Regions from separate parts of the Mus musculus genome. Here region 1 is linked to region 2. The links are chromatin contacts, called in public HiChIP or PLAC-seq maps. All regions are on one chromosome and are shown on one strand. Each heading gives the region's core, a stretch centred on a gene start, on an enhancer-like site or on the middle of the called end of the contact. The rest is flanking DNA. Distances are from core to core; before and after follow the strand shown. Region 1 overlaps Arid1b (AT rich interactive domain 1B (SWI-like)). Region 2 has its middle 57 kb from the start of Gm23186.

What was found. HiChIP or PLAC-seq counts read pairs in DNA pulled down with a chosen protein or histone mark.
Region 1: an H3K27ac HiChIP or PLAC-seq map of large pre-B cells shows a contact between it and region 2, with 2.7 times the contacts expected there. The contact joins two enhancer-like sites. A contact is called at or near these places in 1 of 115 datasets of contacts at active chromatin or transcription factors (large pre-B cells) and 1 of 9 other capture datasets (embryonic stem cells).

Annotation. Positions count from the first base shown.
Region 1 is chr17:5,329,533-5,332,232 of GRCm38.p6, forward strand. The region is part of intron 15 of Arid1b (AT rich interactive domain 1B (SWI-like)); the gene reads left to right. Among named protein-coding and RNA genes, the nearest start is that of Gm29050, 81 kb to the right of the region's middle. Within about 2 kb of position 1,304, at least 24 of the 459 cell types and tissues checked have an H3K27ac peak or open chromatin away from gene starts, as enhancers often do.
Region 2 is chr17:4,734,099-4,736,798 of GRCm38.p6, forward strand. No RefSeq gene overlaps it. Among named protein-coding and RNA genes, the nearest start is that of Gm23186, 57 kb to the left of the region's middle. Within about 2 kb of position 1,338, at least 28 of the 459 cell types and tissues checked have an H3K27ac peak or open chromatin away from gene starts, as enhancers often do.

The DNA of each region.
Region 1 (2,700 bases), core at 54-2,553, 600 kb after region 2:
ACTCTCTGGTGTTCTGTCTCTGTGTCCTGCTGTACAGGAGCCACGGGAGCCTCTCGTTCCCTCAGACCTGCAGTCTCTCCTAGGAATGAATTTGAGAGGCTGTGGGGCTTTCTGCACAATCATGAATTGAAATCTCCAGCACCCACGTAAAAGCTGGTTTGTGGATATTCCCACAGCTCCAGTGCCATGGTAGCCTAGACAGGAGAATTTTTAGTTTGCTAGATAGCCAGCCTAGCCAAGTATGTGAGCCCCACATTCAATAAGAAAGGCCTCATCTCAAAGTTAAGCTGGGGAAGACTCTGACACCGTGTGCACCTGTGCATGCACACACAGCACAAAAATGAATTCGGGCAGGCAGGGGACCGAGTGGAGGCTGTGTTGTAAGGTGGCAGGTAGAGAGATAATGAGTGGAAGATAAATAGCACAGTCTTTGTATATTTCTGCCCACCTGCTGCCTCATAGCGCTGGGACATTTATGTCCACAGAAAACATTTTCTTACAGCTCTAATTAGTTGTAAATAAAGTTGTTCATTCTTCAAGTTGTTCATTGGTCTGTGAATTTAGACCAATATCCATGGAGACCACTGTTGCCAGGGTAGCAGCAGCGGGTGGTCCTGTTGTCACCACCACTGACCTGTGACTTAGTGGTGCAGCAAGTCAGCCTGCTGTGAGATCCCTTAACCCATGGAGCCGGCCTTGCCTGCTGCTTACCACCTGCCTCGGACAGGGCACGTGATCTCGGACTAGGCTGACTCTATCTGAGTCTTTGACCGTGGTACCCAGTGTGTCTGAGGCTCTGTTACTCTCCATGTACATTGCTGTGTGTAAATCTTTTACTAACCCCTGGTACTGTAACACTAGCTGGGCTGTCCCTCCCATTTAGCTCCTACACATCTGTGGTGTGTGACTGTTTCCATGAGATGGATTCCTAGGTTTAGTGAGTCAAAGAATGGGAATAAAGTGCCTCTATCATCTTGTCCTGTATAGCAGAGCTCCAAACTCAGACTTCAGTTAGCAGAACCACTATGTCACATGGCTGTGTCGTCAGGAGGCCTCTGGGGTGGCTGATGTCAGCAGAGTCTTTACTGGGGACCCAGTTGGAGTCTGGGACCTTTCTGTGGGGTTTCTTGGGTGTCCTTGCTACAGAAGGTAAAATCCAGGATCCAAGATAAACCCTGTTGCAAGCTCAAGCAAGTGTTTGCTGGAGTCCATTTTCCTGAGCCGGTTGGTCAACACTGGCCATGTGGCCTATCCCAGCGTCATTATAGGAGGGGACAGCATGGGCTGTGAATACAAGCAGATGTGTTTCTGTGTGTGCCAGGGATGGCTGCCCACAGCAGGTGCGGGCAGCAGTTAAATGCACTGGCAGGAGTGTGGGGTGTGGCTCCTGCTTACTAAGCTGACTCTTACAGCTGCCTCAACACCTGCCAATCAGATCATAACTTGATGTTTTTCTAATTTTCCATAAGGCCGCAGGTCTATCACGCGTTGAGTGACCGTTTAGTCTCCTTTCCCTGCAAACATGATTTTCATGACTTTGATACAGTATCTACTTTCTGTGGATTTTTTTTTTTAAGGAGCTCTGTGGATTAGAGAATTAAACCACTTAACTTTAATTATGCCACTTGACTTCTGTCTGTCTTTGTTTTTCCATCTGCAAAATGGAAAGTAATCTCAAAACTGGTTCTACCACAAGTTGACGTGAGATTAGACACAGGGCAAAGGTGCCAAAGTGTGATAGTCCTGCACTGGCCTCAACCCTTGTATCCGGTCCACAGTGGGACAGCATTGACTCAGAAGGCTTCAGTGACTTTCCTGCCTCACACAAAAGTAGCTATCATAGGATGAAGACAAGCAGCAGCCATGGAACAAGTATCTGGACTTAATAGAGTTTTCTCCAGGCTCTGAGCTAGTGCTCATTTGTGTATGCATTCCTTTTAGTGGTCTGCTTTTGGATAGAAATAAGTCACAGGTCACCCCATCTTCAGCTGTTATTTTAACTATAATCACATATGTATGTGCACATATGTATATGCCTCCAATGGCCAGAAGGGGGCCTCAGAGCCCCTGGAGCTAGACTTACAGGCAGCAGTGAAGCAGAGTGGCTGTAAATGCTGCCCTGCAAGTGCCCTTAGTCACTGAGCCATCTCCTCACACGCTGGGCTGTTGCAAATGCACATTTATGTCAAGGTTTTCTGAGTTTCTTGGTAAAGGTGGAGACTAAATTCATATCTCCTGTCTTGTTTACAAACTCTTCCTAAGCTGGTGTCACCTCGTTCTACAAACAGTAGTTAACACAGACCTTAGCTTTCCATGAGCTTGTGTGTTGCTGCATGAGAGGTGACCACACACCACACCTGTGACAGCAGAGATGTAGGCTCTCTGTGGGCTCAGCAGGCACTGCAGGGTAGTCTGGGCCTCAGGACTCAGCTTCTGAGTTGCAGATTCCCTTCAGGTTCGTTCAGGTGGTTGGCAGAATGCATAGGGCCAAGGTGACCATCACATTGTTGGCTGTTCTCTGTCCACCCTTCATAATGTGCCTCTTTCCATGACAAAGCTAGTAGGAGAGTGTCAGATAGGCTCCATCTTTCGCCTTCTGCCCAGATCTGAAGGGTTGCTTGGATTTTCCCCTTGGGTGAATGAGTGCACAGTCGTCAAAACCATCACCACATCTGTGACTCGTCTGCCGTGTAACACACC
Region 2 (2,700 bases), core at 88-2,587:
GCATTTTAAAAAAAGAAAAAGTGCAAAATTAGGTGATGGAAAAAATGCGTTCTTTGGTCAACACATGGTCAAAGGTTGGAGATTCGGTTCATCCAGTCTGTCTCATCCTATCTGTGCATCTTTGAAGATGGTGAGGGACAAAGATTTCTTGGAATTGGTTGTGTTTTAAAGGTAGCAACATCTATTTCTACCTGAAGAAAGAAACACAATAACCATTTCCTTATTCTTATCTCTGACCATCATAGATATTCTTCCTTATAATTACGTGGACTATTGCTGTCATGGCCGGCATTTTCACTACTTACCATTATGGGTATTTAGAGGCTCATAAAATGTGAGCTTCCTCAATGCTTAAACAGCACAAGAGATAAATCAGAGTTTTGGCTGTGTGGAGGAAACCTAACTGAGAACAGCTGGAGAGCTCTCTTGACTAAATATTTACAAAAGGCATGATTATTTCACTGAGTGACATTGTGTGAAGATAACAATTTATCAATCATCTTACTTAACACCAATCCCCACGGGACGGGCCGCATTCCCACTTAACAATAAGAATCTATTGTATGCTAATTAATTTACTTATTTTCACTTCGGGTTATTTTAGACACATTTGCCCTTGTGTTTTTATAACAGCTCATATTACACAGAGACCAAACAAATGTTTTATAGGCAGAGAAGGTTGGGGGAAGCACAACTAAGGATCAGTCTTGGCTCACATTTGGTCCTCAGGGGCCCAGGGTGAGAAGAACGGATGTGTAGAGGCACATCCTGCCTATTTGGTTGCAGATCCTGCTGCTAATTTCGAAGATATTCTAGGGAAAATAAAAAGACAGAGGCCAACAGCATTCTAAATTTAAATATAAAAGTTTTATATTTAAACTTTAAAAAAAAAATTTTTTTTCAAAAATTTCTCCCTGGTGGATGAAGCAACAACTCCCCCCACTCCTTCTAAGGTCTCAGTGACAAACCAAAAGTTCAAGTCCACAAAGGCCCCCGCGGAAGACTAGTAAGTTCAGTGAGCTTATTTACAGACCATACATGAGGACTGTGGGAGACCCCAATGCAGCCTCACTGCAAAGTCTTCACCCACCATGATGATGGTGCCTCCCCATAATAGCACCAGACTCCAAGGCCTCCTGGAGTTAAGGCAGACTACAAACAACTGGTTGGAAGGGGTAGCTGGATACTTAAGAGCACAATGACCATCTCTGGTCCTCCTTCTGTGAGGGAGCAGCCACATCAACAAGCCCAGCTGTGATGGCTTTTTGCACACAGGCACAGCTGAACTCCTGCAAATGGCAGTTGTTTGGCTGAGCCTCACAGTTAGACACAGCTGTGATTTCCCACACCCGAAGCAGCTATGAGGCAAGCCTCACCCAAGCATAGTTCCTGTACACCATAGCCCTTAGTCTCCTGGGAAAATCCAGAGAACCCAGCTGACCACATAGACTAAGACTCTCTGCAGAGCCAACTGGAAGCAGAATTCTGGGACATTGGCTGTGGTATCCACACACACAGACCTTCCAGAACCTTGACTTAATACAGAATATGTAGACTGTAAAAGCACAAGATGAGGGCAAGATTTGTCACAAAGATGGGTGACAAGGTTTCTCTTGTATCCCCAAATACCACACCTCTGTTGTCCAAACCTGTGTGTTGTTGTCACTTGACAAGGTCTAAGAGAAAGAAATGCTAGCCCACACAACCAGCAGGAATTCACTAGCCAGTACTAAGCTGGCTCTTGAGGAACTGGGGATACAAAGGGAGTGGGGGGCGTTCCTCCTCTACAGGGGGCACAGATGAAGGTCCTGTGATGAGAGCCCAAGAGCTAATGCCATCCAGCTCCCTCAATCCTCTAACTCCTCCTCCTGCCCTGGAAGTTGAGGAAATTGGAATCCACATGAAAAGTAGTGATAGAGATATATGCAGGCCAAAGTCTGTACAGAGTGACAACTTAAGAAAAAACTCCCACAGTAACGTCCCTTGTGACAGTATTCTAGAACTGAGCTCTTTCAAAACAAATTGAGAGATATTAAGAAAACTAACACAAGGCATGCAAGAAAAACAAAAGTCAGATTTGGAAAAACCTAGAAATAAAGGAACAAACTTTTTTTAAAATTACAAATAAAACATAATCACTTTATAAATTAAATTACAAGAAACAAAAGAATAAACACAATTAGAAATACCTTCTGAACATCAAAATGTTTTTAACAAAGGAGTGTAAAAAGCAAATGTTAAGGAGTCTACAGAAGATGAGAAACAATGCAGACAACCAGAAATAATTTAACATATGAATGTTACCAGTCCCCATAAAGGGGAAACCAAAGCAAAGGAGAAGAAACAAACTTAAAAATGCTTGATGCTTCCAGAAGACCCATATTTGATCCCAGAACCCACATGACAGTTCACAACTGCCTGTAAGTCCAGCTCTAGGCGATCAGATGCCTTCCTCTGACTTCTATAGGTACCAAACAGGTATATGGTGTACAGAAAGGCATTCGGGTAAAACACTCCATGCACATAAATTTAAAATAAATCTTTCCTTTTTTGTAACTCAAAATAATCTTCCTTAAGGAAAATATGTGCAATCACACATTGAGAGAATCCCAGGATTCCTGAGAATATCAAACCAGAACTATCAACTCCAAGTCATTTGTTGATAAATATGATGTGCTTTAAAGAAAAAAGGAGGGAGTA